Linked DNA regions of Lactuca sativa: region 2 is linked to region 1. Evidence: chromatin contacts called from public Hi-C data. All regions are on one chromosome and are shown on one strand. Each heading gives the region's core, a stretch centred on a gene start, on an enhancer-like site or on the middle of the called end of the contact. The rest is flanking DNA. Distances are from core to core; before and after follow the strand shown. Region 1 holds the start of LOC111918384 (profilin-1). Region 2 holds the start of LOC111918385 (protein OXIDATIVE STRESS 3).

Region 1 (7,265 bases), core at 2,341-4,840:
TTTGACTTTGACCAAGAGTTGACCAGTTCGACTTCCAAGGGTATTTTGGTAATTTTGGTATTTATGGAATTGGTTCTTTAGTAGTGTTCTATGGTGAAGTTTGTGTCGGTGGTCAGAGCAGTTTGGTCTTATCTCTTCAGTCGGCAATTGTAGGTGAGTTATCCTCACTATATCGACAGGGTCTATGGCACCAAGGCTGGCCCTTTATCAGATGGAAATCCGGGTATTGTTTGTTATGTTATTGTTTTGCTAGATCTGCATCCTGGTATTTAGGATGGTGTTATGTTAGTGACCTAGTTAAGGTTGGTACCCGGTATATAAGGTAATATTATGCTAGTGACCGGTTAGGTCGGAATCCTGGTTAGGATGTTGATATGCTATGTGATCTTCTAGACTGTTTATCTGGTTAAGGATTGTTATGTGATTAATTGTTTTATGTGCACATGATTGTTTGACGGGGGTTGGGTTGAGACGGGTCCTGCTTTGTGTTGTAGGCCAACATACTTAGGGCGGACCGGATATTCTGAAGGCCTAACGAGCGGTCCGGATAGGCTGAAGGCCCTAAGAGGGAGGACCAGACGTGCCGAGGCTCGGAGAGTGGACCATGCTGACTGAAGGCCCGGTGTGGGCGGACCAGTTGTAATGTAGACTCAGAGAGTGGACCAGGTGGATTGAAGGCCCGGTGAGGGCGGACCAATCACACTGTAGACTCGATGTACATGGCTAGACTCGGAGGGTGGACCAGGTGGACTGAAGGCCCGGTGGGGGCGGACCAGTCACACGGTAGACCCGATGTGCATGGTTGTTCTATTTGTGATATGTTATGAGTATGTTTATGTGTGGTTTGGTATTTTGGGGGTAACTCACTAAGCTTCCGGGCTTACATTTCTGTGTATTGTTTCGGGTACTTCAGGAGATCGTGGCAAGGCGAATGCGTGATCGTACCGCTCCTCATGTTTTATGATTTTTGTGATATGGTTCTGGGGGATACTCTGATGTTTAAACTATTTTGAAAACAAGATGTATGAACTTAATGATTTTTGAATGAATTAAAATGTTTTAATTTGGCTCAAATTTTATGGGTGTTACAATTGCAATCTGGAATGTGGACAAAAAATTATTCCTAATTTCAAGAAAAAGTTGGGAAACCAATGAATAATTCTAAAATTTTGAAAAAATATTATGTTTTTTTAACTAAAATCTAACAAAATTCGAAAAAAAAAATTGTAATGGAAAGTAGATGCGATAAATGACTTAAAAATGGACATTTGATTGAAAATGATCATGTTAATAAAAATACTTTATATAGAGTTTTTTCTAGATTAAATCGTAATTTTATTTAATTTCTGAAAAATATCTTGTATTTTGTTCAACTTTTTTTCTGAAAAAACCTTCGTATTTGACAAGTTTTTGATAAAAAAAAAACTGTTAAAATAGTTAAATTGAAAAATCTGAAAAAATAGTCTATTTTAAAATAAAAAAAAACAAAGTTAATGTTTAATACGAAAAAAAAAGCATAATATATAAAGTCTTTTATGATATTAACATGATTGAAAAACAGTGTTATTTGACATTTTGAAATAATCATTTCATACATAAATAGAAAATATATTTTGAAACTTTTTTCAATGCAAATGAAAAAAATATATACTATATATTTTGATCGGTCCTCATTCGAACAAAATAATAATTTCGCAAAACACCAAAATTTTGATTAGTTTAGTCAATATCCTAAATAATATGTATGGGTTATTATTGTGACGGTAAATATTGAAGGTCAAAAGTTGTGGTTGTGGGTATGCTTAAGTGGCTATTGTTTTTTCTTTGAATTGAAATTTGAAAATGTCGCTTTTTGTGAAAATGAAATGAAAGCGACACTCAAAATGTCGCTTTTCGTGAAAATGAAATGAAAGCGGATAAGAATGTCGTCCAACGAGCAAGACACATATCACGGGAGTTTATAAATATTATCACGAATTCAATAATTCGAATTAAATTATTAATAAAAAGTTAAATAACTATTTTTTATGCTGAAAATGTTGGACTATTTATATTTACGTAGGATTTTCGACATTTTATTAAAATATTATTTGTAACTGCTAGATTTATGTATTGTATACTTATGTATGGTCTTAAAGCTATTTATAAAAGGTTTTGTACGTAAGTGGTATATTTGACAAATTACAACAAATTTACTCATGTCTTTTGTAAGAACTGATGTGTCCTACTTAACTATAGTTTTGTCATAAGGAACACAACAAATGTATTTAGAATCAATCAAAGATAGTGCATAATAAATTTAACAAATTTATTGTTCAGAAATGTAGTTTTTGACGTATACTTTGTGCTATAAATTTAACAAATTTATTGTTCAGAATGTTTCTCTGTTACACGAGGTTTATGGAATTATGGCATAGTAAATATGAATATAATAAAACTAAATTTTAGTTGTTTCATTTTAACCGATGCTTATAAAACATTCTTATTTACAAATATGAAACACAAAACAAGAAAAAAAAAAGTTCACTAGTCAATAAGAATCAAACGATATACAAGTGAACAACAAATTGTACACAAACGAATTCACAAAGTATCACCATTCCCAAACAATATTCAAAGAAATAAATTTACCAAAAACCACACAAATGAAGGGAAAAGATAAAAAAGAATTTGAAGAACAAAAAAGCAAATTAAAAGCCTTGATCGATGAGATAATCGCCAAGCCTTTCAACAATGATGTTGCACTGACCTGGTGTCATTGGTTCATTATATAAGCCAATGATCAAAGCCATTCCCGTCTTCTTAATTGTAACGCCTCCTGATCCCTATACCAATAATAGTTGCAAAAACAGATCATATTGATTTTCAAGTTCAAACAGTCGATTATGAAGCCAAAAAAAAGGGGGGATTTAATTATAACCTTTTTCCCTCGAATAACAGATCCTGCTTCGCCTTGAATCACCATATATTTGGTCCCACCAAGGTATAAACCAGTAGGAGCAAGTGATCCAGGTTCATTGAAGTCATTTATGATACATGTAACTTCCTCTGGCTTGACCTACAACAGTATTACCCAAAAAAATGGATTTTCATTCAGTCATTCATCCTTACTTATCGAAGGTTAATTAGAAGATTTCACATCCTAACAGCTTAAAAAACTTGAAAACTTAATAATTGAAACTCAAAATGATCAAAGTCAACTAGAAAACAAGGATTTCACTAGAAATTAGCCAATAAATCTGAATTCAGAGGGCAGCGATTTGAATCAGATCCGAACCTTAGTCGAGAACTAAAAACTGAATTGAATTAAGCGAAAATTGTGGGTTAGAGGAAGAGAGAGGAAGTGAACCTGAGGGAAGTTGGAGGACTGAGCCCAGATGCTACCGTCGAGGCCGATAATGGCGGCGGCGGTGAGGTGGTTGCATTCGATCTCGCACATCAAGTGATCATCGACATAAGTTTGCCACGACATCTTGTTATTCCGATTATTACTTCGACTATTGTGCAAAACCTCCACGACAATCGGGGGTGGAAGGAGATAAAGAGTGCCCGGAAACGATGAAAATGTGAAACGCACTTATCACGATGATTTCTCATTTTAAGCGTGTGTAATCTTTGTTTTAAAATAATTAGTTGATTCAATTTTATCTTTTTCTAAAAAAAAAAATTCAATTTTATCAATATAAAAAATAGAGTAAATTAGGCTAAAGTTCTAAAAATTTTGTCATGGCTCCAAGGCTTGTACCTGCCGTTAAATTTTACTAAAACGTCGTTTTAACTCATATAAGTGTATAAAATAGAATAATAGTTGAAAATACATATAAAAATATTAATTATATACAAAATTGCCGCCTTAAGTCACGTCTTACAAACGACGTGACTCGCTAAATCTCGGAAAAGCTTGAGGCATGACATTGCTGCCAAGTCACGCCTTACGTTATTTAAAACATTACTATTTAGTCTTTAATTTTTGGGAGAAGGGAAATCTCCAGAAAAATCCTAAAATTTTACCCTAATTTACGAAAAGTCCCAAAGTAAAATTTGATTACGAAAAAGCATGAATTAACGGTAAAAATGGCGATTTGACCCATTTTTTCCGATTTACCGGTTTTATTACTTACATGTTTTACTAAAGTCTCATTATTTTACCCTAATTTGCGAATAAGTCCCAAAATAAAATTCACTGATGATTTGGCCATTTTCTTCATTTAACATACATTTTATCGGTTTCATTGCTGACTTAGACACCTAGTCATTAAGTTAGTTGATAAGATGAATATGATGGGTTATATAATATCATATTTACTGTAAAATGTGATATCCATCTCATCGGCTCATTTATGATTATGTATCTACGTCAGCAATGAAACCAATAAAATGTGTGTTTTCAAGAAAAAAATGCAGAAAAATGAGTTGATGTCTGATGAGATGGATATATTAGGTTACATAAGATTAGATAGACAATTTGATATTCTTATAAACGTAAAAAATAACGCAATTGTTATTAGTTTATGTAATTATTGTAGTCTTCGTTGGATGCATTTTATGTTCCAAAAAGATATACAATACATCATGATATCGAGTTTTATGTTAAACATAGCATTATATAACTCAACATCTCCATCTCATCATCTCATTTAATGACTAGGTGTCCGGGTCAACAATGAAACCGGTAAAATGTATATGTTACATAGAGCAAATGGCCAAAACATCAGTAAATTTTATTTTGGGACTTATTCGCAAATTATGGTAAACTAATGAGACTTTAGTGAAACATGTAAGTAATAAAACAGGTAAACCGGAAAAAATAGTCAAATCGTCATTTTTACCGGTAATTCATGTTTTTTCGTAAACAAAATTTAATTTGGGATTTTTTCGTAAATTATGATTAAATTTTAGGACTTTTCTGGAGATTTGCTTTAATTTTTTTGAAACTTGGATGATCCCTAGTATGTATTATTGTTGGACGTTGGGATCCCTCCATAAATAAAAAGACTAAATTATCCTTATTTAATTTATTTTTTTATTTTTTTTATTGTTTATTTGTTATTTTTTTTATTAAAAATATGATCAAAGTAGGATCTACTTTACACCCTTACCTCACCTCCTAATATCTCTCTTTCTAAACCCAACCATAAAAACGTCAAATTCCATTGTTGTGTCCTCATCTCTTAATGTTCTCATCATCGTTGTCGGCCACCATAGTGAAATTTATTTCTCTCTAACTTTTGTCATCCATCGATTTCTTCCACCTATCGGTGCAACCAATCTTGTCGGATCTGTAATCCACGCGCCAATAGAACGCACAGAGCTTGGTGTTGGTGTGTATGAGACCGATAAGAAGAAAGAGAGGTAGCTAGAGTCTGGTGGTCGTTTAAGAACCAGAAGCGACCTTCCTTCCCCAACCTTGCCGACCCTAGTCTCTAGTAATGAAGACGCCATAATCTTGCCGCTTTTGTTTCAATTCCATGTATCCACGTCTAATATATCCCTTGTTTTACTTAAATCCAACTCGTTTGTGCTAACCTTAGGTTAACCGGAAATACACACAATAAGGTAGATTAGGAAAGGGGACAATCTTGGTCGAAAGTTGTTTGTCTTCAATTAAGTCGTCTATAGAAAATCGTATTCTCTTATTATTATTTTCTCTCCTCCTTCTCCACTAGATTCGAATTCAACTAACCAAAAAAGAACACCTTATAATCTTTACAGTAGAGTTTTAGGTTTGATTTTGGTTTCCGGTGGGATTTCATGTGTTTTTTTGTTGTAGATTTTGATTTGCTTTTATTTGCAGGTTCGAATTTGGTTTTGGTTGTAGATTTCGTTTACAAATTTTGATTTGGTTTTAATTTCATTTCAGAACGATGGTGGTGGCGTGAGTGGAGTGATGGTGGTTACATAGTGATGGGTGAGTCACCTGGTATATTAGGGTAGAGAGAGAAAAATTAGGTTTGCAAATTTCATATATTGTTTATTTTATATAATAATAATAATAATAATAATAATAATAATAAATAAAAAAATTGTTAGATGAGGAACCATTTGTTTTTAATAAATAAATAATTAGCAAATTAAAAAAAAAAAAAAGATAATACAGTCTTTTTAGGTCCGACAGAGACCAAACACGCAACCAAATTACGTTTTAGGGGCCGTCTGAGTTAAAAAAAAAAATTAGGAATCAAACGTTTAGATTACCCCAAACCATAGGACCAGTCATGTAACTTACTCAAAAAATATATGTTAATACTTAATTGTTAATAGCTAAAATTATAAAAAGTCTTTGCTATTTTTCAGATTCATAAGGTTTGTCTTTTTTTTCCCGTTATATGAATCCTCCTCAGGGGCGGACGCAGAAATTGATAGTAGGTGTTGCCGATTTTTCTCCAGCCAAACATAATATAAAAGCGAAAAATAATTTATTACGTCCAATAAAAAAACGATCCATTACATAAAAAGTTAAAAACATAACAACGATCTGTTACAATTTAAAATTGTCATTTTCGTGCCGACGTCTTTTGAAACCGCTCCATTATTTTTTCATTCTTAACTTTCACAAGTTCTTTGGTCTCAACCAGTGTTGTAAAACTCGCCGAGTTGGCCGATTACTCCTCCGAGTACTCGCTACTCGGCCCCTTACCGAGGCGAGTTACAAAATCCCGAGTACTCCCTGATCGGCTCCTTACTGACCTGAGCAGTGTTGTAAAACCCGATCAACTCGGTGATTAATATGTATAATATACTTAATGAGTTATTATTTAACACACATACATGTGATTATTACTGCATATATATCTTAAATTTTCAGTAATTATTCACAAAGTGAGACCATTATGTGTTTTTCAGTTTTTGTGTATTCACATGTATTTAATTTTGTTATATGTTTCAATCAACTTATGATTTTAATGTATGATTTTGACATATATAATTTTCCTAAAAGTATTTCTACATGAATTACCAAATCCGAGTACTCCCCGAGTACTCCTGAGTACTCGCTACTCAGTAGTCGGCCGAGCAGGTACCGAGTAACGAGTTCTACAACCTTGGTCCCAACATAGCAAAGCAACACGTCGTTCAAAAAGTCATCGCCAATTTTGTTACACAAGTCGGTCTTTAAGAGCTTCATCTTCGAAAAACATTTTTCTACACTTGCGATCACTACCGATAATATCAAAATCAACTTTAAAAGATTATAAACCAAAGGATAAGACTGATGTTTCCCCGTACTAACCATCAAATGAGAAAGGTCGGAAATTCCTTTCAAACTA
Region 2 (7,082 bases), core at 3,776-6,275, 210 kb before region 1:
CTAATTGGGGTAACTGTCCAACAAAAAAGAAGACATTGCTAGCTATTATATACATACCCATATGAAGTATTTGGAATGTGAGAAACGATAAGGTGTTTAGCAATATTAGTTCTATCCCGACAAAGACGAGAGACTACATAATTTCACTGGTGTATGGGTGGGTAAAACATAAAGGTAAATCTGAAAATTATAATTGGGCGGGTTGGAGTTGTCCATTTTACATGTGTCTGTTTTTTTTTCTAGCTCTAATCACTTGCTAAGATGTGTTTAATAAATTTAGGAATTCAAAAAAGTAATTTTATAGATTTATGTAACTTTTTGGGTTTAGGTCATTTTTGGTCACTTGACTTTTGGTTTTGTGCTCATTTAGTCATTTAATTCTTTTTAAGTTTTAAAAGGTTATCAAACTTTTGGCATTATGCTCATTTTATCACTTAACTTTTGGTTTGGTCACATTTAGTCACCTAACTTTTAAAATTGTGCTCATTTAGTCACTAAACTTTTAAATGTTTTCAAAAGTTTAGTGACTAAATGAGCACAATTTTAAAAGTTAGGTGACTAAATGAACACAAATCTAAAAGTTAAGTGACCAAACCAAAAGTTAAGTGACTAAATGAACACAAAGTCAAAAATTTGATGACCTTTTAAAACTTAAAAAGAATTAAGTGAACAAATGAACACAAAACCAAAAGTTAAATGACAAAAAATGACATAAACCTAACTTTGCATACTTTTTTTTACCAAACACCGAAGTCACGAGTTAAATGCAATTATATACATATATTAAATCTCATGGGACGTTTGAGCAGGAACTTTTTATCATTCTGACTTTAGGCACATACTTTCTTTCCTTCATAGATTTGCCACCATAGGAGTTTACCTTTTCCTCCCTGGCCTCCTCTGTCTTCCAATCAGATGATGCACCGACTCCTTCCACCCCCTTATACCTTTCATCTATCCCGATATCCTCAAGCCGCCTCTATCTTCCAATGCACCGACTCCTTCCACCGCCTTCTACCTTTCATCTACCCCGATATCCTCAAAGTCTCAAAATTTCTTATCCGACCATCTCACAATCACCACCATCACCCTACACGTCACCCTTTCACCACCTCCATCTTTCAGAGCGTCCCCGACCTTCCTACTTCCTGCTTCACTGTTTTCCCCTGTCTTAACATCGATTTTACATCCAGACTGTTGCCCGTCGAATATGCTAATTAAAAAACCCTTGATTTGAAGTTGCTTATTTTGAAGCCATGTAGCCTTTTCTTCTCCACCCACCCCTTTCTCTCCACCCTTCTAAACGTCGATTGTTGTTGCTGCGATAGAGCAACATCAACCGCCATCACCACATACCCGCACAAAGGGTAGTCAATGGCGGTGCTCGCGCCCAGGTAACAGTCGGTGCATCAGCTATCGTTTTTTTTCTATTGTTCGTCTTTCATGACGAATTTTAATATTCTCCGAACTAATTGAGACGTTTGTTTTGCTCCAGCAATAGTTCTTACACTTTCCGAATCTTTAAACCATTGTTACGTGTGGACCCTCATTCAAAGGGGGATCTGTTTCACCGCCATATGCTTCTTCCAAAGTGGAGTAAGGTAATTTTTTTTATTATTATATTATATTCTTTCGTTGTTGATTTCTCCTTCCCACACCTCAAATAGCTTAACCAAAACCATCAGATGACATTTGTTTTTGTTGTGATTGTTCCATTTCGCTATTTCAGGAGCCTTAAGTGCCCTTGGGGCTGAAACTTCACGAGTTCTTGCATTTTGTAGACTCCCTGTAGTTATGTCTGTTAGGAATACGTGGGCAGGAGGATTTGAATGGGTTAGTTGGAGACGTTGAGTACAGGTTTGGGAAGTGGAAAGGCTCAACAAGGTTACTGCTTTTGGATGAGAAACATGCCTATAAGGCGTTCGATGAAATGCCTGATCCGATTAAGGTATTAATTCCAGGTTAGTTTACCTAATTCATTGGTTGATTATATTTGTTGGATTATCCATTTTAAATGAATGAGGTATTCATTGTACCTATTAAAAGTCCTAACTACATTTACTTTTTTACCCCTATGTTTCTCGATATTGAATTATGGAATGTTTTGAATGTGTTTGTGAATTTTTTTTTTTTGAATTTTATGTATATTTTAATGGAACAAAATGACCATATTTTAATGGAAAATGGTTCACCGGTTCCCAGAGATTTATATCATCATATACATGGTTACTGCCATGCTTTCTTTTCAATTGTACTTGTCCCACTTTGTTTAGTGTAGAGCTTTGGATGTCTAATCTAGGAAAATGAGCGTGATCTTTCCTGATTGAATGAGTCATCAGTGAGGGTGTTAATGAGTCAACAATTTGAGCATGCCTCAACTTGTACTCAAATCAAGAATTTTAGAGTAAACAAGCCTACATCAACCCATGTCAGCTAAACAAAAACATGGAATAAGCTAAAAGGACCGAACTTACTCTACCATATTTACCAAATTAGGCAACAAACCCAACTTTCATTTTTCTACATATTTAGGCAATACGTGATCAATAGTTTGTTTACTTATTTGGGTTGGTTTTTTCCAAGAAAATTGGTTTTATAGCATGTCATTTAGATCGTGAGCTATGTTACAAAACGCTTTGATTTTGCTATAATATTGACTTTATTTGTACAAAACACTTTTTGGTTTAGTTCTAATATTGATGTTATTTCATGCCATTTTGACAACAAAAGCTAAACATCTAACTGTCATGTTTTTTGGTCTAATCTAACTACAAATAAATTATCATTTTCACAGGTTTATCAGATCATTGCGACAACAAAAATTGTTCAGAAAATGTTGCATGACACATACTAGATAGATGTTGACCTTGAAGAATACAATAAAATGAAGGAAGCAGATATAGAATTCTATCGTGGAGCTTCAAGTCTACAATACGGAACATAAATATTTTTACCATATCTCTAAAATATAGACAAAGCCACTTCAAGAAGTTGACAATGCACAAGAAACTAATGATTATTTCAAATGTAGACTTCATACATTCTTACCCTTGTATTTTGGAAGGTTTTGGTTCCTTTGCTTCAGCTGCAATTAGAATTAGGATAAGAGGAATTACAAGGTCAAAAATACAGCCGCATAAGAATTCATTGACAAAATTAACCCTTTTCATTGATTTTTCTTAATGTTTTCCTGGTTTACACTCTTGGAATTCTTCTTTGTCACATGCTTTTGGTTGCTATCATCACTTCTTTTATATGGAAATGACAAAACTCTAGATTTTTTCTAACCCATGACTCTTTCCTAGTTCTAATCAAATTACATGAAAACCCATTAATCAAACACTAATAAATAGTTTTTTTTTCTTTTATTAAAAGAAGAGTTTGTAAGTTATTTTCGATTTATCAAACATAATCATAAAAAAATCTCAAAAAGTAAACCTGCTATTACTACAAACATACTGTAAAAATTTCCCCTCATCATTTTCAAACTATGATTAAGGTTTGGAGAGAGTTTTTACTTTTTAGAATTGATTTTGTAAAATAAACAATTCTTCTATATCACATTCTTTATTATTTGGTCTCAACTGCTAATCTCTTCCATCATCGGGTTGGGTTTGTTTACGTTGTCTAGGTTATTCGTGACGATCTAAGGACATTAATTTCAAATCCTACTATTTGATATTTATCTAAACAAAAAGCGATCTCGTAATTTGACAACATACAGAAACAAAGCTTAAGCTTATCCAGATATAATTATCGTATGATTTAAAACAACAGTATCAATACACTATACATAGATGTACAAGACTTCAAATATGTTTATCACGATAAAAAGTAACAAAACATATATCCCAACTACATAAACGTGTAGTTTCATGAGATATCTGCAAACAACTGTCTTGCCGTTTAAAAAAACTACATTCAGGTACAATTTTGATAAAACAAGAACCAAAAATATATAAAAAAGAAACCCTAATATACCCAAATGATTAAATAACAATCCTCAAAAAGGAAGATTGAAAAAACCTCGATCCGATGGGTAGCCATAATTTGTACCAAAGGCTAAAAAGTATTAAAGTTAATTAGCCAATAAAGAACTCATTTCTCCTAGTGAAGAAAATATTGATGTCCTAGCAGTTGAAGAACCCTTCTTGTTCTTGGCTATGGTGGCTTTTGGACTTAATCTTTGACTTTGACCGTCTAAACCACCTCCATAGGTTTTCATTGACCTTCTTGATCTACAACAATACTTCCCTTTCTTTGCAAGATCTTCAATGCTTTGCACACTTGTTAGTGATGCAAATGATTCGGACTTCCCTTGATAAAACTTTGATATGCCCCTCCTACATAATACAAGTGATCATATAAGCAATCTAATATTGTAACATTTACATCGAGGGATGTACTATACACCCCTTAGAACACCAAAGGTTGAACTTGAACGATCTTTTCTTGATACCCAAGTCATAAAATTTTAAAAAAGGTTGGAGTTACTTACTTAATAGGTAGTTGTGCCATGAGTTCAGATAGTTCGAACAAAGGACCACATGAAGATGAAGACGAAGATGATGAAGATGCATCATCTATCATTTCCGATGAAGAAGATGACTCGAAAGATAAATCCTCTGAATCCGATTCCATAAGGCCATACTTGCAAACATCATCTTTAGCTTCCATTAAAACCCATTGAGCATCATTCTTTTTGAATCCCATATCTTGACATATCTTACTTTTCTCAATCTCACCCATCTTGTGCTATGATCAAATCTTGATAAAAAAGAAAGAAACCTTTTGGAAACAAGTTAGAAAGAGTATGAACTATGAAGCACAGATTCTTGAAAATGGCATGTGTTTGAGGGAACATATATATAGAGGATATACGTGGCATAGATAAGGTATAAACTATAAAGTATAAACCTTTCTTTTGAATGTCGCTTTTTCAAGATCATAACAATTGTATAGCTTTTATAACATGATGTACAAGTTATTCCGAAACTATTTCAAATATAAAAACTTTAAGTTGAAAATTATGATTATACTTCCTTTTGTATGGATAAGGTATACCAAGCCATAACATATACATGTGAATGCATAATAAACGTGGATTTTAAAAATATAACATAGAGATTCAAATACTGAAAGGGCAAAAGTGGTAGATAATGTTGAATGGGTCCATGTTACTTGGTTTTATCCTTGGAGTTGCCACCCATACTTCGTGTATGGTTCAAATTTTTTTGTAAATGGTACTAGGAACTAGGAATAGGATAAGAATTCATCCACATCTAGTCACCAAACAAACCTTCCACTTATGGCCACTTTGGTCTCTTTCATATGCACTCTTTTACACCCCACACTTTCCTTCACTTTTTCCCTTTTCTCAAATTTCCACTACATCACCCAAAGTCTTTGGTTTTTACACTTTCCACACATATATGACTACATTATGAGGGTGTTCGGGATTTATTCTTTTAAAAACACCTTATGTTTTGAAGTGTGGTTAGTAGTTTATATGGGATTAAAAGAGTTTTAAAAATATATATGTTTGAGTTAATATATATATGGTATCAAAACAAAATAAATTAATAAATTTTATTTTAGTGTTCAACAAATTTTGTTTGTATAAATAAAATGACATAAAAAAACAATGCTAAAAATGTAAATTGATATGTATATTGGTGATCATGAATAAATATAAATTGGTATGTATATTGTTGATCAAAGGCAATGATCTATATGATTTTTAGGGTTAAAATATCAGTAAATAGTAAATTAGTTTTCACATATAATAAACATTTTCAAAGAAGTTATAATCACGTTTAAATAAGTTAGAAAGAAATAATTTATCACTGATTACTTAAGACAATAAACATTTTTTTTGTCCATATGATGAGTTTCTAGACTTCTAGTGTTTGGAACCACAAAAATTATTAAGGTTAAATACATGGTACATTTAAAATATTGAATATTGTTAGTGCTTTGAGATTTACTATCACGTGATAGGGCTTCATATATGAGGGTTCGTCATTGGCTGTCCAAATGATATAATTTATCATTTTTAAACACTTTAATTTACTCAATATGTTTTTTAATAATACCAAACCACAATAAATTATCAAACAATTTATGTGCGATATAATGTTTATACAACAATCAAATAAAGCAAAATTAGTAAAAAATTCATTGAATTTCATATTACTTTGTGACAACAATTTTCTATTCCTCATCAATTGTGCCGGAATGAACATGCCATCAAGTCATCGGCATAAATTAGATCCAATTCCAAAGTTGGAAGGGGAACAAAAAACAAAAGAATACGTGAAAATGGATACAAAATACATCACTAGCGCATTAACACGATCTTTTGTTTTGTATTTGTTTTGTTACCATCCCAAATGATGAAATGGTGTTTTTAATCATTTTATTTAACAATTTAAAATTATACTCATAGCAATCTCAGCCACATAAATTAATGGATATAAATTGGCTAATACATCTTAGTTTTATGTGGTTGTGAATTTGACATGGTTGCAATTGCCTGGTCACCTTGGTTCAAAGGCTCATCTATGACTTTTGACTTGAGGTTTCGATCCATAATTATCGTACTTTTAATCTTATCATTCTTATATGAAATTTATAATAATACAAAATCACTCTAAGGCTAAAGGATGCTATGTTTTTCTTACGACGTCACGTAGGCGTTATTTAGATTTTTATAATTTTCACATTTTTTACCTACGAATTATAGTGTCATGCCTATGAGTTTTCTTTTTAATTTCATTTTAAAAAAAATATTAAATTTTTTAAAACCATACCAAAATTTAAAATAACATAAACTTAAAATTTACAATTTAAAAATCCTAAAAATTAAAAAAAAACATGAAAATTAAAATTACATTGAAAACCTAAAAAATAAAAATAAAACATGATGTTAAAATTTAAAAACCTAGAAAAAAAAAATGAAGCATCGAATTTTCAGTTGTGTTTCAGATTATATTTTTCCCTAATCGATGCTTTCATAATTCTTGTCGCTTCTTGATCTTCGGGGTCGAGGTGTCTCATGTCTTGCATTAACAACGTATACT

The links. A called contact is a pair of places that touch in the nucleus more often than the background predicts.
Region 2: a contact with region 1 is called in a Hi-C map of leaf, with 7 times the contacts expected there. The contact joins the promoter of LOC111918385 here to the promoter of LOC111918384 in region 1. A contact is called at or near these places in 2 of 4 Hi-C or Micro-C datasets (leaf and seed).

The regions. Positions count from the first base shown.
Region 1 is chr8:135,477,216-135,484,480 of Lsat_Salinas_v11, reverse strand. LOC111918384 (profilin-1) reads right to left here and starts at 3,590. Exons shown (of 3, transcript XM_023914059.3): 1 at 3,350-3,590; 2 at 2,921-3,058; 3 at 2,528-2,825. The coding sequence starts at 3,472. The coding sequence ends at 2,691.
Region 2 is chr8:135,689,922-135,697,003 of Lsat_Salinas_v11, reverse strand. It overlaps LOC111918385 (protein OXIDATIVE STRESS 3), which reads right to left and starts at 5,025. Exons shown (of 2, transcript XM_023914060.3): 1 at 4,499-5,025; 2 at 3,724-4,343. The coding sequence starts at 4,749. The coding sequence ends at 4,079.